Linked DNA regions of Mus musculus: all the other regions are linked to region 1. The links are chromatin contacts, called in public HiChIP or PLAC-seq and promoter capture Hi-C maps. All regions are on one chromosome and are shown on one strand. Each heading gives the region's core, a stretch centred on a gene start, on an enhancer-like site or on the middle of the called end of the contact. The rest is flanking DNA. Distances are from core to core; before and after follow the strand shown.

Region 1 (2,591 bases), core at 26-2,525:
GGGGAGCGCCATTAGTTGCTGATGGGGGGAAACCTGTGCTACAGGAAAGGGCAGGCCCCCTGAAACAAAATCAGAAAGCCATTCGCCAAGGCAATCAATCAGGTCCTAAGTAGCCATTTACCCCCTTTCTTGGCGGGGCTAGAGGTGGGTTGGGAGCCCTCCAAGGGTGCTCTGGGCAACTTGTAGAGCGAGGAATATGTCCTCTCAGCCGCCGCTGGCGTGCGGCTTTTGTCTCGGCTCCCAGGCAGGCTTTGTACCATGGATTTGGGAGTGACAATGGGCATTTCTCTCAGATTCAAGGCTGCCCGGCCTTACCTCTCAAGGGGAAAACTGGAAAGGGGGTGGATCAAGGACCTGTTCTTTCGTCTGGATTTTGAAGACATCTTCAGAATCCGTTTGCAGGCACGTGTGAAAGGCACGCAGCGAACCTACCCTCGGAGATGCGGTTCCTGCAGGCCTCTCTGAGGCTGGGCTAATTCCGGCTAGTGAGAACCGGTCTCACTGGCCTTTAGGTTTTCCCCTCTGTGGCATGTTTTCTTGCAGGGCCATTCCAGAAGGCTGGGGAAAGATGAGGCACCATGGCCATCACTGTCGGCTCCTTGGGACTCCAGTGCTCACCACCCATGCGAGGGCAGAGAGACAGCCCTTGGAGGCCGCCCCTTGGAAGCCATGCTGAGCTGGACCAGGCCCGAGAGTCCAGTTGACCCAGCTCACCCCCTGGGCCTCGGGGCGTGTGCCTAGCTTTTTGTCGAGGGTTTACATGTGGCTGCCCCGGGAGTGTGAGCGCGGTAGAGGGAGGGGCACTCCGAGCTGCTCCATCCGTCCGTTTTATTAGGGACACATTAATCTATAATCAAATACACCTCATAAAATTTTTATTGAAAGGCATAATATCATTACAGAGGTCTTCCACCTGTTTTAAACAACACGCCAAGCTGTGTGAGTGTGTGTGTGTGTGTGTGTGTGTGTGTGTGTGTGTGTGTGTGTAGGGATGGGTTTAGGTAAGAAAAGAGGCGAGGGGAGAACGACTCCCTTTGGGCGACAGGGGTCCGCCCTTAAAGGCCAGCCTGCCTGGGGCAGCCCGGGCCCAGGAGCCTCCAACTGCTCCGGGGCTTTGGATAATCGCCTAGGTGTGACTTAGAAGCCCGGCCCAGGGCTCAGAGCCCAGGAGTCGGAGAGCCAGAGTCCGGGTGGAGATCGCAGGACCCAGAGAGGCAAGAAGAGATGAACAAATAGTCCCCAGCGCCTCCTGCGGCCGCAGTTAGGCCTGTGGCCGCCGCCGCCACCAGGGCGGGCTGAGCCGGGCCAGGCCGGGCTGGTGCGTGGACCTGGGCCCGGCAGCTCTAATTGCAACGCTCCTGTTGATGATGATTTTTTTTTTTTTAAATCACAGCAGCCCCCAGTTTAGCGGACTGATTTACTCCGGGTATTGGTAAATATGATCACGTGGGCCGCGCGACCAATGGTGGTGGCTGCAGCCTGCGAACTAGTCGGCGGCTCGGGCGCCGGCGAGGAGCCGCTCGGCGGTGGGCAGTGGAACCTTGGGTGGGAGCGAGCGGCGCCTCACCATGTCGTCCAGTGGCACCCTCAGCAACTACTACGTGGACTCGCTCATAGGCCATGAGGGCGACGAGGTGTTCGCCGCGCGCTTTGGGCCACCGGGGCCGGGGACACAGGGCCGGCCCGCAGGTGTGGCCGATGGCCCAGCCGCCGCCACCGCCGAGTTCGCCTCGTGTAGTTTTGCCCCCAAATCGTCCGTGTTCTCCGCCTCGTGGTCCGCGGTGGCCGCCCAGCCCCCGGCGGCGGCGACGATGAGCGGCCTGTACCACCCGTACGTGTCCCCGCCGCCCCTGGCTGCCGCCGAGCCGGGACGCTACGTACGCTCCTGGATGGAGCCGCTGCCCGGCTTCCCCGGCGGCGCAGGCGGTGGCGGTGGCAGTGGTGGCGGCGGTGGCGGAGGCCCGGGTCCCGTTCCCAGCCCCGGTGGCCCAGCCAACGGGCGCCACTACGGGATTAAGCCTGAAACCGGAGCGGCCCCGGCCCCCGCTGCAGCCTCCACCTCCTCCTCCTCCTCCACCTCCTCGTCCTCCTCCTCCAAAAGGACTGAGTGCTCCGCGGCCCGCGAGTCCCAGGGGAGCGGCGGCCCAGAATTCCCGTGCAACTCGTTCCTGCGGGACAAGGCAGCGGCGGCGACAGGGAACGGGCCCGGGGTGGGAATCGGGACCGGGCCAGGGGCGGTAGGCTCGTCCGAGCCCTCAGCTTGCAGCGATCACCCGAGCCCGGGCTGCTCGCTGAAGGAGGAGGAGAAGCAGCCGCCGCAGCCGCCGCAGCAGCAACTTGACCCAAGTAAGTGCAAAAGAAATTGCCCCCTGATTTATTGCTGAAACCTGTAAGGCTCGAATGTGCAAAACTGATAGTTTTACTAACCTATAAAAACGTCTAGACGCCTACCCAAGCCTAGGCGAGCAACACGTATCCATAAAAAGCTTCCCATAACCACCTACCTTGGGCGCGCGGTTTGTACGGTAAACAGAGCGCGGGCATTAAGGCTTTTTATGATAATTCCCCCAAGTTGTGAAAAGCGTCCATCC
Region 2 (2,591 bases), core at 68-2,567, 1.7 Mb after region 1:
GTCTGGGTAGTTCCTATATCCCTGGGTAGTTTATGATTCTGCTAATAGGGGTTATGTGAAAAATTTTGAGAGGACCTTTTTTAGATAAAGACTAAGAGTTCTCTGGTCTCCTTTCACTGTCTGGTATTTTTCACGTATGCCTACTTTTGTGTGTGAAAGCTGTTTTAGTAGTTGCCGCCACACTGGGACCCAGATGGAAAAGGAGCTATAACAGAGTGAAGTTGAGCGACATAATGGCTCCCTTGTAGAGACTGTTTCCACAGGGAGGAAACTGGGGTGAGACTGCCATGTGTCACAAGGTCTAGCATTTGTTATTTTAAGATGATCCTTATTCAAGATGGAAGAAGTTAATCCCACATGTAAGAAGGAGACTCAAGAGAAATGATATGTAGGCAAGAATGCTCAGAGCTATGTCAGAGCACACCAGCATTGTATCAGCACTGACAACTGGGAAATGCCATGAGGACTATCTCAGTAGGCGGCAGATCATCAGATTTTAAAGGAACCCCTTCCTCCACCCAATTCAAAACAGCTAGAGCGCTCCAAGAGTCCCTGTTTGGCCCAGTTCTCTAGATTTGTCCCCTTGAAGTTGTTGATGACAGAGACGTCTTGATACAGGGACATTCTTCAGTTATCCCTTTACAGAAGAAACGTCTGTGCAAATATTTAAAGTACCCCCCTCCCTCCGTGCAAATTTGCCTTTAGATCAATCTGGTCTTGGACGCATGCCAGGAATAGCTTTAGCATGGAAGTTGCTGGGTGGGAAGGGTGTAAGGAAGCTGCGTGGACACTGCGGGGCTTTGCCAGGGACTTTAAAGCCATTGGTCCTTCCTTCCACACAGTCCAAGTGTCTCTCCCGGACTGAGAGTTCGCAGGGCAGAAAGCCTAAACATATTGTTTATTTATTGAATGAGGCCTCCGAAGGGCGCCGAGGGCCAGGGGCTTGGTCTCGCAGAGCGGAGGCCACCAGGCTGCAGTTCTCCGGTGAAGCCCTCTCCCACCGCTCCATGGCCGGAGCGCTGCAGTCATTCCCGGCCTCTTTTTTCCAGCCCAGCGCTCCCGCCGCTGCAGGACTGGACACGCGGGGGGCCTATCTCTCCCGGGCAGGGTCTTTCGGATGACTGATCTTGGTACCCCACGGATTCCCGTGGACGCCAGGCAGGGACCAGATGGGCGCTGGATCCCGCACGAAGGGGGCGCGGTGGGAGCAGAGCGGGACACCATGGAGCCCGCGGGAACGATCGGGGCTGGCGGGTGTTCCGGAGCCGGGGGCGGGGAGCCCGGAGCGCCGCCCCGCCAGCGCGCCCCGCCCGTGGGAGAGGAGGGGCTGCGGCGCGGAGGACCACTGGAGGCGCCGCGCGGCCGCCGCTGTCCGCGCTGGAGACCACAGCTCGGCACAGGCGGCGCCCGTCCTCCGCGCCTCCGGAGCCTCCTCCAGCCTGCGCGCCGGGCAGATAGCACGGGCCATCTCCCACCGCGACCTACCGCTCGCCCTGCAGGTAAGTGTCTCTCCGCCGCGGGGTGGATACGCGGTGCTTGCCGCGCGGCCCGGGGGCATTGTGCGCGTCCAGAGGGCCGAGGACCCTGGCGATACCCGAGTGGGCAGCCGCAGCCCCAGGCCCCCAAGGCATCGCTGTCTCCAGAGGCACCCCAGCTGGGTAGCGCGGAAGCGAGGATGGCCAAATCGGTCCCCGGTGCGGTCAGAGTGGGAGGGGGTACCGGTGTCACGGTCCCCGCTCACCGCCCGCCTTCCCTTCCCGCGGCTGCCGGGGAATCCGGCTTCCTTTTACACGCATTCCCCTCTGCCCCCCTTCTCCGCCCCCCGCGGCAGTTCTTCATCCCCGATGCCCGCACCCCAGGGCCGACTGGTTGGGAATGGAAGTCGGGGCCGGGAGGACTGATGTAATTGTCAGCGGAGAACCGAACCGGTGCGGGTGAGAGCGCCCGCGCCTACGAGAGCTGACGCCTACGCTGCACCTTTCAGGGAATCCGGGAGCCGCGGGCAGTGGCCGGGCAAGTTGTGCATCGGGTTTGGTTGTGCGCGTGCACTGCGGACTGTCCTCGCGAGCACTCCTTGCTACCCCCGGCTGGCGTCCCTGCAGCCCTCCCTGCAGCCTGCGTCCACGCTCATCGCCCGAGCTCCCTTCTCCGGTTCAGACCGGGACAGGGTTTGCATTGCAGTCAGGACGTGCTTCCCCTGCGTCGAGCTTGGAGCTGCCCGCAGATCGAGTCGCCGGGGACGCTGGGGGAGGAGGGATGGGAAACCTGGGGAGGAAGCTGCGGAGAACGAATGACACCCGCAGATTTCTAAAAGCCTCTACCGTTTGCAGACGCACCGTAAGCCACGTCTTAAGCTGCTTTTAAAAGTTATGACCAGATACTGATTCTGTGACGATTCTGTGATCTACCTGAAAGGTTGGTGAAACTAGAGACCTAAAAGCTGGGGAAAGCATTACATAATGGACATGAAGCAAATGACTGAAACTAAACGGAACACCGGGTTGCCAAATTGTTTCTCGCTTCTGGACAGAAAGTCCTATAAGGCTTTTTTAAAAAAAGAATTTCCAGTTTGGAGTCCTTCGGCAAGATTT
Region 3 (2,591 bases), core at 61-2,560, 1.2 Mb after region 1:
AGAGTTTCATCATATTCATTCACAGCCTTTTTGGCAGATTCATCATCTCTACTATGCCTTGAATCCTGTACTTGTATGGTGAGTTTCCGGAGCTGCTCAGTCAGCATGCCAGCCAACCCATCAAGTTTAATGAAAGCCTCTTCAGGAGCTGTCTGGCAAGTGATCATGGCATCCAAGAAGTCATAGAGATAGGGTGTGAGGAACTTGTAAGTCAAGTGGGCATTTTCTGCCAGGACATCAGCTGCCAGGTCAAAATACTCATATTTACAGTAGAGCAGCAGCAGGTTGCCAAAGGTCTCTGGGGGGAAGGGGTTCTGCTGGAGCAGAAACTGGAGCTTTTCAAAGCCCTCTGTGGGCTTGGCATCCATGTTCATCAGAGCCTGGTTGTGGAGGGTTACGGGGTCCAGCTCTTCCTCTGCTCTGGGTGGCATGTCAGTGAGGGCTTCCTGGGCTGCCTCGTAGTTTCTCAGCTGGTACTCTATGGCTGCCTTGAGGTTGAAGGCTTCGACCAGAGCAGTCTGGTGAAGGACTATAGTGTTGCCAACACTGCGAACATCAATGCCCTCCGTGGTCATGCCCACACCGAGTTCTGGGTGTTGACGGATGCCACGCTCAATGATGTCAGCGATATGCTTCAGAGCAGGCGCGTACTGCCGACTGCTGTAATAGGCCAAAGCCAAGTTGTAGGAAAGGTCAGGCTGGTAGCCAGAAGCCTGCAGGGCCGCTAAGAACTTGGAACAGGCAGCTTCATAGTGTCCCTCTTTGTAGAGCAGACAACCTAGGTTGATCTGACCATCATAATCACTCTCCCCTCCACTGTCCTCTACACCTTCCCCACTCAGCAGCTGCTCCACCAGGCTCCTGGCTCCTGGGAGGTCACCTTCACTGTACTTGATAGCAGCCTGGAGACGAAGGACTCGAGTCTGATAGGCGGGGTTGTCCAGGAGGAAGGCGACCCTGGTGGCCTCTGGATACAGGCAGGCCTTGTACAGTGCCTGGGCCTGGTACAGGCGGTACTGCTCGAGTTCCGGGTGCATCTGGCTCAGCTGCTCATAGCACTCTGCAGCGAGCTCGAACTCCTGCAGGCGGTAGTAGCAGTAGGCCAGCAGCGACAGCCCTGCGCGGCTGCGGGAGCTCCTCTGCAGCTCTGCGCTCAGCAGCTGCACCGCCTCTGAGTAGCGGGAGTCGCGGATGAGCCTGTACACCACTGCTGTGAACTCACCGTCGGGGATCTGTGAGCTGCTCAGCCCTGCCATATTCACCTAGCTTGTTTTGCATCCTGGTTTCCAAGGCAATAGGCCAACCGGAAACGGAAGCTGTTCAGCGGCAAGTATCCAACGGAAGTGTCTTGTGGATAAAAGCGAATCACCGACACGTTTCTATCAATTTCTGGATATGTTTTTAAACACTCTAGACTGTGGGGAAGCAATTGGGCTTGGTCTGGAAAATTTTCTAGGTAGTTCAGAGAGGGATATTCCACGTCCCGGCCTACATCGCTTCCGTTATCGCCCTGCATCCTGGGAAATGTAGTTTTTCCTCTTTGACGTTTTACAGTAATTGGAGTCTCTGCCTTTTCTCTGGGATCGGGATCTTGTTTCTATTGCTTTGATTGCTTCTTTGTTGGCACTGAAGTAAAGTTTTCTTGTGAAGGTCCCCCGGGATGCAGAAAATTCGCTGTTCTTTGAGGGTTCGAGTTGCTTGGCAATGGTGACGAAATGGGAATGAGGGCCGTCTCTGGACTTCAGGAATTCTAGTATATTCTTGCCAGCTGCTCTGACGCCCACTTTTTGAGAACGTTGTTAAGCAAGGGCCGGCAGTCCGTATTTTATTCTGTATCAAGAGGTGACGAGAGGGGGAAGGAGAGTCTGAATTGTAACTGGTGCTGTTTTAGATTTAAGTACCATTCGCCCTCTGTTTCGTAAATGACCGCTGTTATGAACGTAAATTGGTGCTTGAATTGATGAAGCACACGGCTTTGGTCTTTTCCTTCTTCAAGGAGAAGCCACAAAACTAACATTTTCCCCCTTTCCTATATGCTATTTTTCTCACCCTCTAAGCTCTACCAAACACTACCGTGAGTTTGTTCAAGACGTAATCAGCCTGTGCTTCTCGTGCCTCTGATCTTGTTTTCACGTATGAATCAGCTAGTTAATACATAAATGCTTCGCCAACTCCTTTCCCATACCCAGACTCTTAATTCGAAGCTCTTCAGGCAGTTACTATCTCTCCTTTCCCCCCTGTATGTAGAATGAGTCTCTAGGTTCTGTGTTATTGTTTTGGGGAGGTTATTCTGTATAAATTCAATTTTATTCTAGTATGACAGAGCAGTAAAAAACTACCGACTTATAAGCCGATATTGAATCACTGTTGAAAACCATGTACATAGATTTGACTGACCCTAATGTGTGGGGACATAAATATAATGCTTAGTTAAGCATTTGAGAAGTAACCAAGATAGCAGAATATTAATGTGTTCTTTCCAAATGAAGTAGTGACAAATTGTATGATTTTTCAATAACAAGGCTGTACTTTTAGAGCACGGATCATTTGACGTGGCTCTGGGAGGCACCTGGGAGACTGTTACCTTTTAT
Region 4 (2,591 bases), core at 65-2,564, 1.1 Mb after region 1:
CTTTGGTTCCACAGCAAATAGGAAGCCAACTTGGGTTGCATAAAATACTGTCACAACCCTCAACCCTTCCTTTCCCCAAAATTAATTAAAGAGAGAGAGAGATCAAAATTGAGTTAAAGAATATATGAACTGATATTCACTTCTTTTCTTTCTTTTCTTTTTTTTTGGTTTTTCGAGACAGGGTTTCTCTGTGTAGCCCTGGCTGTCCTGGAACTCACTCTGTAGACCAGGCTGACCTCGAACTCAGAAATCCGCCTGCCTCTTTTACTTTTACTTATGGATTATACTTTTTTTTTAATTCCCCTCAGAGATGTTTCATTTTACCACGTTGAAGGTATGGGCCACCTTTTAGCCCCTGTCCAGCTCACTACACATGGACAATTTAGAGTTCTTTGGAGCACTGTATGGCCTTTGAAATGCCATCCATTACGGGGACTGGCCTCCTTGTTTTTCCCTGTCAGCAGATTCTGTGGAGAGCATCTTGCTGGTAGACCCCATTTTATTGTCTAATGATGAGATTCAATGAAGCAGTGAAGGGTAAGGCTTTTAAAATATCCCTAGTGGGGCTTTGATATAGAGCATAAAGGTCTCCTCTCTGGACCCGCTCCACTCCTTTTCTCCTGCTTTATTAATTCAACCGTAAATTGCACACTTTTAATGAAGTGTTACCTTTCTGCTAACTTCCCCAGCTTCAGTTCGGTGCAGCTCCTGATGGTACAGGGACCAGTTTACAGCTGGCTCCAAGCATCAGCTGACAAGAGGATCCAACCTAGCATTGTCACGGATCTTAAATGAAGCCAACACGTTAGCAAACCAGGTGGTTTGGAGTTGGGCCGTATCAGATGCCCAGAGGAAGGACACAAATCACCATGCCTCTGTAACCAGCATGCCACAGGACCTGAGGAGAGTACAGCTAGCATTATTTTAAAGATACAGACAACATCGTAAGCCTGTGGGAGACACATGCATGGGGAAGGGGGTTCGGGGAGGGGGTTAATTCCCTCATCCATTATCAATAATCATTTGCATTGCTATGTGATTAGATCTATTTGAGGGAAAAACAAAAGCAAAAACCAAAACAAAACCTTGTTGGTCAGGCATGGTGGTGTACACCTTTAAGCCCAGCACTCAGAAGGCAAAAGCAGAGGTAGGTGGATGTCGATGCATTCAAGTCCAGCCTGGGCTATATAATCACATGCTGTCTAGAAACAAAACAAGCAGGCATGTGTTTGGAGAAGGGTGGTCTATGGCCGTTTGTTGCCACTGAACTCTACTGAGAACCCAGACCTGCCGGCATTTTTTTCACCTCTATTGCCATCTAGAGGAGACAATTGGAAGGACATGAAGTAAGTCCCCAGATGGAATTAAGTGAAAACCAATACTGGAAAGAAACATTTGTACAAAACTCTAAGAATCACTACACTTTGTTGGCTCCAACTTTATGTTTTTCTCCTCTCTTTCCATCTGGCTCAGTTACAGGCAGGATTTGAATATCCACTTATGGGCTTTTATATCAGCACTTCCGGCATTTCGAGGGCTCCGGTGGACACCTCTTATAGACATAAAATCATGAAACTTTCTGATGAGGTGGTTTGTTTGTTTGTTTGTTTACTTGGATTTTGGTGAATGGAGAAGAGGATGGAGCCTTTCAACACAGAGAGGCAGTTTCCTGACGTCCATAGCCTCAGAACCTATTCATTTTGTGGGGTGTTTATAGGTAGCACGTTGGTCAAATATGTTTTGCTAGGGAGAGCAGTACTGAGCCGTTTTCTTTACAACCTTTAAATTACTGGTGTGCACTGTGGACTTGAGGAGATCAAACACGGGGCAAGCAGTGACCTTGGAGCCTCCTGCCTTTCACAGAACCGATGGGAAATATCCTGTGTACACTTCAAGGACTGTTCCCACAGGCAAGAGAAGCTGGCCTGCTGCATGCACACCATGTGCAAACAGACCAGCCCTTCCTCAGCTCTCCTGCTCCTCTCTGTCTAAACATTGTTGAAGCTTTGTTTTGGGGTTGAGTGGCTTAAAGACTGTAACCATGGTCACTAACAACAGGGATACATCTTTGTGAGCGTATCGTTGAGTGTGCTTTCGTAAGCCTCAATGGTATGAGCTAATTTACTCTATGACATGGCCTCTTGTGCAACCAGCAACTGTAAATGCAGCATCAGGAGGCTGCTGCTGGCCTAACATGACAAACTTTTAAGTAAACTCCTTTTGATCTGGTCTGTGTTGTGCCTCTGCTCATGCATGAGGGGCCCAGACCAGGGTGTTTGTTAGGCATCCTCTGTCACTCTCTACCTTATTCTGCGTGTGTGGGGGTCTGTTTATAAACCTGGGGGTTATTATTTTTTCTCACTACATAGGCAGTTAATAGGCTCCAGTGAGTCTCCCCTCTCTACCTTCTACAGCCCTGGGGTTACATGTACGCATACAATAATGCCTGGCTTGTTCTATGGGTGCTAGGATCTGAACCCAGGTCCTCAGAGTTGTGCAGCAAGCATGATTAATCACTGAGACAAATCATCACCTGCCTTCTCTATTTCTTGGAAAAGATCTCACGTAGCCTGTTATGTAGCTGAAGATGA
Region 5 (2,591 bases), core at 46-2,545, 1.1 Mb after region 1:
ATGTCTCTAGGAGCTTTTGGAAGTCCACACATACGTATCCACACATTTATTTACTTTACCAGAATAAAACCATGTGAGTATATACTGGGAACTATGGTTGTCTTTCAGACATCTGAGACATCTTATCCCAGCACAAATGTTTGGCAGCTTATTTTAAATATAAACGGGTGTATCACGGTAAGGATGCATTTGTTGAACTCTTACTGGTTTCATTAAGACTCCTTTATTCTTTCTGTGTGATGAACATAGCTGCACAAGCTCCCTAATTACTGCCTTAATTGCTTCCGAAGGACAGAGCCATAAAATGAGGCAATAGGTGTTTGTGTCTCTACCTTTAACCCCAGGGACCAAGCCCTGGCCTCACACTCGTCAGAAAAGCACCTGACGGAGCTGCCCCTCACCAATCTGTACACTCTAGGGCCTTTGAGCATGTAGTACGCTTCTACTTTGCTGTTTTACTTTTTCCTTTATTTTGAATATATCTATAAAGTGTGCTTGTTAATGAGGTGTGGTGTGTTATTCCACTGTATGAACGCTGCGTGTGTTAATCAAATCCAGCTTGCTTTTATTCCTCCTTCCTCCACCCTTCCCAAACTCTAGCTGACACTGCCCTACACTCCCTTCAACTTCTCAGCGTCTGTGTATAACAGAGAACATGTGGTTCTTGGCTTTCTATGTCTGGTTTCTTTTCCTTAGCACAACATCTCCCATTTCACTGCAGATGACGGAATTCTGATCCCCCTTAAGGCAGAATAATATCCCCAATGGTGCACATAGGCCATGTGTTCTTTATCTGTGTGTCCACCCTCTGATCACTACCCAAGCTGGCTCCTCACCCTAGCTATTGAGGACAGAGTCCTCATAACCAGGCATGTTCCCACATTTAAACTGCAATCTGGACGCTAGCGAATCTAGCTCCTTCCTATTCTTGGTTGAGCCATTGTAAACTGCTTTCGTGTCAAGATCTGCTTTATTTTCCAAAGTGGGAGTTGACCGCATCAGGCTGAGGGGGTGGAAGCTTAATCCTCCTCTCAAAGGCTGCAGTGAGTCACGCTCTCAGCTTCCTCTCTCCACCCTTCTTCACTCCATGCACGTCCCTTCGTTTTTCTTTTCCTATTTTTTTTCCCGAGAAGTGGAATTCAGCATAAAAGTTCTTATTGAAGCAGAATTGGAAGAAAGACATCTGCTCCATTATACTCCGATAACATCCACGGGGCTCTGGTTAGATCCATACATGTAGACCTATAGCTGTCATGCACAGGGCTCTGGGTTAGATCTCCAACTGGCAAATAAAATAAAAGGTGCTGGGATGTACACCAGTGCCTCACACTCTGCTACAGAGCTGCATGCCACCCAGCCTATGGTGGCTGCTTGTTTGTTAGTTAGTTTGTTTTGTTTTGTTTTTTAAATGAACTTGAGTGGACGTCTATCTAGGCAATGAGTCTCACATAAATTGCACTACCAAGGCCTGGGTCGGTCCCTTGTATGATTTGAGTTCTTTCCTGAGTTTACACAGGAAAGCCATCCTAACTCTCACAAGGCCTATGAGCCTCCAGCACACAAGATTAATGCCACCTCGGACTTCTTTTATCTTTTTACTGTCACTGGCCACACTACATTAGCTGTGATAGAGCAATGGGTTTAAAACGTAATTTGGTCATCATGACTGGTCAGTCAGTGTATTTTCTAAATTGAGAAGCTAAAGAGACAAACAGACAAACAAATAAAACCCCCAATATCCAGCCCTGTAGCTTTAATGTCTATAAGGCGCCATTGTGTCTTACACCCTGTGTTCTTACAGCCTGTTGAGTCAGCAACGTGACCCATTTTACAGATCACAAAACCCTAGTGGATGGAAGTTCAAAACTGCTGAGGATGAAGTCCAGGGTTTGCTCATGTGAGTGCTGTCCCCTCCCAGGGGCCACATTCAGGCACGGACTGTGTAAGGTGAAGCAACTGGTCCAACTGGCTCCTCCCAACGTAGGGATTTTATGCTCTCTTGCAGGGCTGTGAACTCTCTGCCCAGACCCACCTGCCTTGGAAAGAGTGCTCTCATTTTCCCTTCCTTGGCATTCGCTCATAGTCAGAAACCTCCCAGGGACTGTGGCAGTAGCACCAGCTCCCACGGCAGGCTTTCTTACTTTCAGCCGATTACAGGTTGGCATTCCAGGGTTTTCCAAAAAGGATAACCAGGACTCAAGGCCATGCTCTCACGGCTTCCGGAATCCACATCAGATACCCTCAGCCCCAGCGGGGCTAAAGGCACACTCTCTTCAAGGTTAGAACTGGCATCAGGGTAGAAATATCTACTTTTTTTCTGGAAGAAACAGGGAGAATAAATAGCCGAAGCCCCAGGTTAGGGAGGCCAGGCTTGCAAGGGTTAAGTCACCAATGTAATAAGCAATGTAAGGAGTGTCCTGAGGTTCTTATCAAGGGCTGTATCAGACTGTGTTCCAAAACTGCTGTTTGGAGATGTGGACAGAATTTCCTATAGAGACGTCTCTTCAGTGGTTAGCTGCCAGGTTTGCCCCAAAGCCTTTCAGAATTACGTGCTCTGTGGGTAAGAGCACTGTCTACCCTGTCTGAGGATT
Region 6 (2,591 bases), core at 58-2,557, 1.0 Mb after region 1:
CAAGGACCAGAATATCCTGCCTTATACATTTTGGTATTACAACTCTGTAATGCTAAATCCAAAGACAAAGCCGCCCAGGGGAAAATAACAATTGCGCAACTGATCAACAGCTCCAACTTGTCCCTTGGCCCCAGAGCAGCGAGGTTTGCACGCTATAGAGCAGGAAAGGGCCAACCGAGGGCCTCTGTGACTGCCAACTGGCCGATGTAAGCCAGCCAGAAGCCACAGCCTCGCACACTACGTGGGGCCCCGCGGGTCACCATACTCAGAACACACAGCCCAGCATGGGGCCCACTCGGACCTCGGAGCCCGCCGCCCAGGTCTGCACGTCCTTGCGCCCGGCGCGAGGCCATTCCCGGGTTCCCAGGCTGAAGGAGCGTGCGGAGCCCTGCCGGCAGGCCGCCCGTCGGGGCGCCAGAGCACGAGGGCCACCCGGTGACTTTCTCCTCCGCCCCCGGAGGGCTGGGCTTTTCTGGATCAAGACGGACAGGCGTGATCTTACAGACCAGCTCTCGGGCTGAGGCCGTAGACGGCCGAGCTCACCAAGTCGTAGAACGGGGGTTGGGGAGGGCTTCGGGCGGACGCCGAGGAGAGACCTCAGCTCCCCCGAGCGCGGCCCCGTGACTAGGCACATTTTTACCGGCACCGAATCAGGGAAACTACGCTGCCCCGGAAAAGGCCGGGCGGCGCCGGTTTAGACCGCCAGCATCCACCCCCCTCCCGCCTCTGCGCCTCCCACCCAGCGAGGTGGTGGTGTCTCTGCCTGGCCCCACGAAGTCAGAGCTTCCTCCACACCCCAACCTCGCCGCCCCTGGAGACCTCAGGCTCGGACCCCACTCTCGTCGCGGCCCCAACATCCTCCGTTGCCCTCCCAGCTCGGCGGGGCAGTTCCCAGGCCCTGCCGTCGTAGTCCTGGCTCAGACTGTCCCTCCCTCCCGGAGCCACTATCCCCTCGAGCTCCTGCCGGCTTCTTGGCACAGCCCAGGGGCCCGAAGGTTGGGGCAGCACCTGCTGGGACTGTAGTCCTGGCGGTGGCAACTCCAAGTCCATCATGCTGAGGGCGGACGCTGTGGTAGGGCTCCCCGACGGCGAGGCTACTTGCAGCAGAGGTGAGGCGGCGGCAATGGCTAGTCCGAGCAGCGGAGAACTAGGAGATAGCCTGCTCGCTGGAGTGGCAGGCCAGCCTTAGTCCGCCCCGCCCCCGCCCCCTGGGGGCGGAACAAGGACCTAGGGACGGGACAAGAACTTAGAGGCGGAGAAAAGGCTAGGGCAAGAGGCAAGGGCCAGAGGCAGGACAAGGGCATGGAGGCGGGGTAAGGGGCGGGGCAAGAGCTTGGAATCGCGTACAGGGGCAGGGCAAGGACCCGAGGGCCCCCCGCAAAGGCCTAGGGCGGGGCAAGGGGAGGGGGGGACAAGACGGGGGCCAGTGGAAGGAGCAAGAGCCCGAGGGCGGGGCATGGACCTGAGTGCTTCCGGCCGGAGTTCCCGCGTTCCCCTCGACCCCCCACTGTTGATCCTCCTCTCGCTGTCCGGGGCATGGCGGAGTCAGGTGGGCTGAAGTCGCACGGGGGGCGGAGCGCGAGCAGGAGGCCTTCGGCCCCCCCAGTCCTCTGTAGGACAGCACCCCCTTGCTAGAGATTAGCAGCTGTTTGCCGAAGGTCGCTCCAGCCCTGGCTCTTTGAAGCAGTTTAAACAGTTGGTGCAAGCACACCGGGAGCCCCGGCCCGTGCGCTGCTATCGGAGCTGCCACTCCCTGATTTGGACCTGCAGAACCTTGCCCGCTTTATCTCGCTCCACCGGCTGACTGTGGCGCCAGTTTCGGGGTTAGGGCTCTGAGCTGGGACCCGGACTTTGCAAGAGGCCAACTGCCCTCTGGCCCCAGGTCCCATTCAGTTGCTGGTGCTCAAACACCTCTGCCCCAGGGAGATGGATGAGTCCACGCTGCAAACTCGTGCTCGCTTACTCGAAGGCCCTCCACTTCTCCCACGTGCCCTGGGCTCGGGGCCCAAGCGGTCACTCAGTATCACTTCATCCACCCAGAGCCCAGCAAGCGGGCACAGCTCTAACAGAATCACCGAAGTGGATTCTAAGACTCTCAGGGTTCCTTTACACGTACTTACTCTATTTGGGAATTTTGAGGTATGATCTCATAAGGCCCCACCTCTCAAGCTGTTTTTAGAGCAGCGTTTCTCAACCGTCGTAATGCAGCGACCCTTTAATATAGTTCGTGTTGTGGTGACCTCCAACTAGAAAAGTATTTTTGCTGCTACTTCATAACTAATTTTGTTGCTATAAATTGTAATGTAAGTATCGGATGTGCAAAATATCTGAGATGCTTGGGGTGGCTCTCCACAGGCTGAGAACTGTACCATAGACTCTGCCACTTGGGTTTGGTGGTGGTGGTGGTGGTAGTGACTGTTTTCACAACGTTCATTCCCAAACATACTTCTTTAACTGCCCCCGAAAAAAAATCCAATTTCTAAAATAGTTATATGGGCTTAGAAAAAAAATCGAGGGATGTTTTAATGTGTTAATAGTTGAAAACCCAGAGTATTTTTATCTTTCTCTTTGTTGTTTTAAGTATGTTTGAA

What was found. Promoter capture Hi-C pulls out the DNA fragments that hold promoters and counts their contacts. HiChIP or PLAC-seq counts read pairs in DNA pulled down with a chosen protein or histone mark. Capture Hi-C pulls out chosen DNA fragments and counts their contacts.
Region 2: a promoter capture Hi-C map of liver shows a contact between it and region 1, with 2.8 times the contacts expected there. The contact joins the promoter of Osbpl6 here to the promoter of Hoxd9 in region 1. A contact is called at or near these places in 1 of 39 promoter capture datasets (pre-B cells) and 1 of 9 other capture datasets (liver).
Region 3: an H3K4me3 HiChIP or PLAC-seq map of embryonic forebrain shows a contact between it and region 1, with 8 times the contacts expected there. The contact joins the promoter of Ttc30b here to the promoter of Hoxd9 in region 1. A contact is called at or near these places in 4 of 39 promoter capture datasets (the 3T3-L1 cell line, the HPC-7 cell line, embryonic stem cells and 1 more) and 4 of 115 datasets of contacts at active chromatin or transcription factors (embryonic forebrain, embryonic midbrain, neural tube and 1 more).
Region 4: a contact with region 1 is called in an H3K4me3 HiChIP or PLAC-seq map of embryonic limb bud, with 6 times the contacts expected there. The contact joins the enhancer-like site here to the promoter of Hoxd9 in region 1. A contact is called at or near these places in 7 of 39 promoter capture datasets (the 3T3-L1 cell line, cranial neural crest, embryonic stem cells and 4 more), 24 of 484 Hi-C or Micro-C datasets (B cells, CD4 T cells, the G1E-ER4 cell line and 15 more), 12 of 115 datasets of contacts at active chromatin or transcription factors (the NIH/3T3 cell line, embryonic forebrain, embryonic hindbrain and 7 more) and 2 of 9 other capture datasets (adipose tissue and embryonic stem cells).
Region 5: a contact with region 1 is called in an H3K4me3 HiChIP or PLAC-seq map of craniofacial prominence, with 4 times the contacts expected there. The contact joins the enhancer-like site here to the promoter of Hoxd9 in region 1. A contact is called at or near these places in 8 of 39 promoter capture datasets (the 3T3-L1 cell line, the HPC-7 cell line, embryonic stem cells and 5 more), 1 of 484 Hi-C or Micro-C datasets (cerebral cortex), 4 of 115 datasets of contacts at active chromatin or transcription factors (craniofacial prominence, differentiating embryonic stem cells, embryonic forebrain and 1 more) and 1 of 9 other capture datasets (embryonic stem cells).
Region 6: a promoter capture Hi-C map of the HPC-7 cell line shows a contact between it and region 1, with 17 times the contacts expected there. The contact joins the promoter of Nfe2l2 here to the promoter of Hoxd9 in region 1. A contact is called at or near these places in 10 of 39 promoter capture datasets (the 3T3-L1 cell line, the HPC-7 cell line, cranial neural crest and 6 more), 7 of 484 Hi-C or Micro-C datasets (cranial neural crest, embryonic stem cells, epidermal suprabasal cells and 3 more) and 15 of 115 datasets of contacts at active chromatin or transcription factors (the NIH/3T3 cell line, astrocytes, cardiomyocytes and 10 more).

Annotation. Positions count from the first base shown.
Region 1 is chr2:74,696,488-74,699,078 of GRCm38.p6, forward strand. It overlaps Hoxd9 (homeobox D9), which reads left to right and starts at 1,276. Exons shown (of 2, transcript NM_013555.4): 1 at 1,276-2,346. The coding sequence starts at 1,569.
Region 2 is chr2:76,405,191-76,407,781 of GRCm38.p6, forward strand. It overlaps Osbpl6 (oxysterol binding protein-like 6), which reads left to right and starts at 1,318. Exons shown (of 27, transcript NM_001290733.1): 1 at 1,318-1,499.
Region 3 is chr2:75,937,152-75,939,742 of GRCm38.p6, forward strand. It overlaps Ttc30b (tetratricopeptide repeat domain 30B), which reads right to left and starts at 1,311. Exons shown (of 1, transcript NM_028235.1): 1 at 1-1,311. The coding sequence starts at 1,256.
Region 4 is chr2:75,780,022-75,782,612 of GRCm38.p6, forward strand. It overlaps Gm13657 (a long non-coding RNA gene), which reads left to right. Exons shown (of 5, transcript XR_001783382.2): 3 at 690-944. Among named protein-coding and RNA genes, the nearest start is that of Gm13657, 4.5 kb to the left of the region's middle. Within about 2 kb of position 1,315, at least 60 of the 459 cell types and tissues checked have an H3K27ac peak or open chromatin away from gene starts, as enhancers often do. A contact at or near this core is called in embryonic limb bud, kidney and uterus, where this site is marked.
Region 5 is chr2:75,756,531-75,759,121 of GRCm38.p6, forward strand. No RefSeq gene overlaps it. Among named protein-coding and RNA genes, the nearest start is that of Gm34657, 11 kb to the right of the region's middle. Within about 2 kb of position 1,296, at least 99 of the 459 cell types and tissues checked have an H3K27ac peak or open chromatin away from gene starts, as enhancers often do. A contact at or near this core is called in craniofacial prominence, where this site is marked.
Region 6 is chr2:75,703,356-75,705,946 of GRCm38.p6, forward strand. It overlaps Nfe2l2 (nuclear factor, erythroid derived 2, like 2), which reads right to left and starts at 1,308. Exons shown (of 5, transcript NM_010902.4): 1 at 1,009-1,308. The coding sequence starts at 1,053.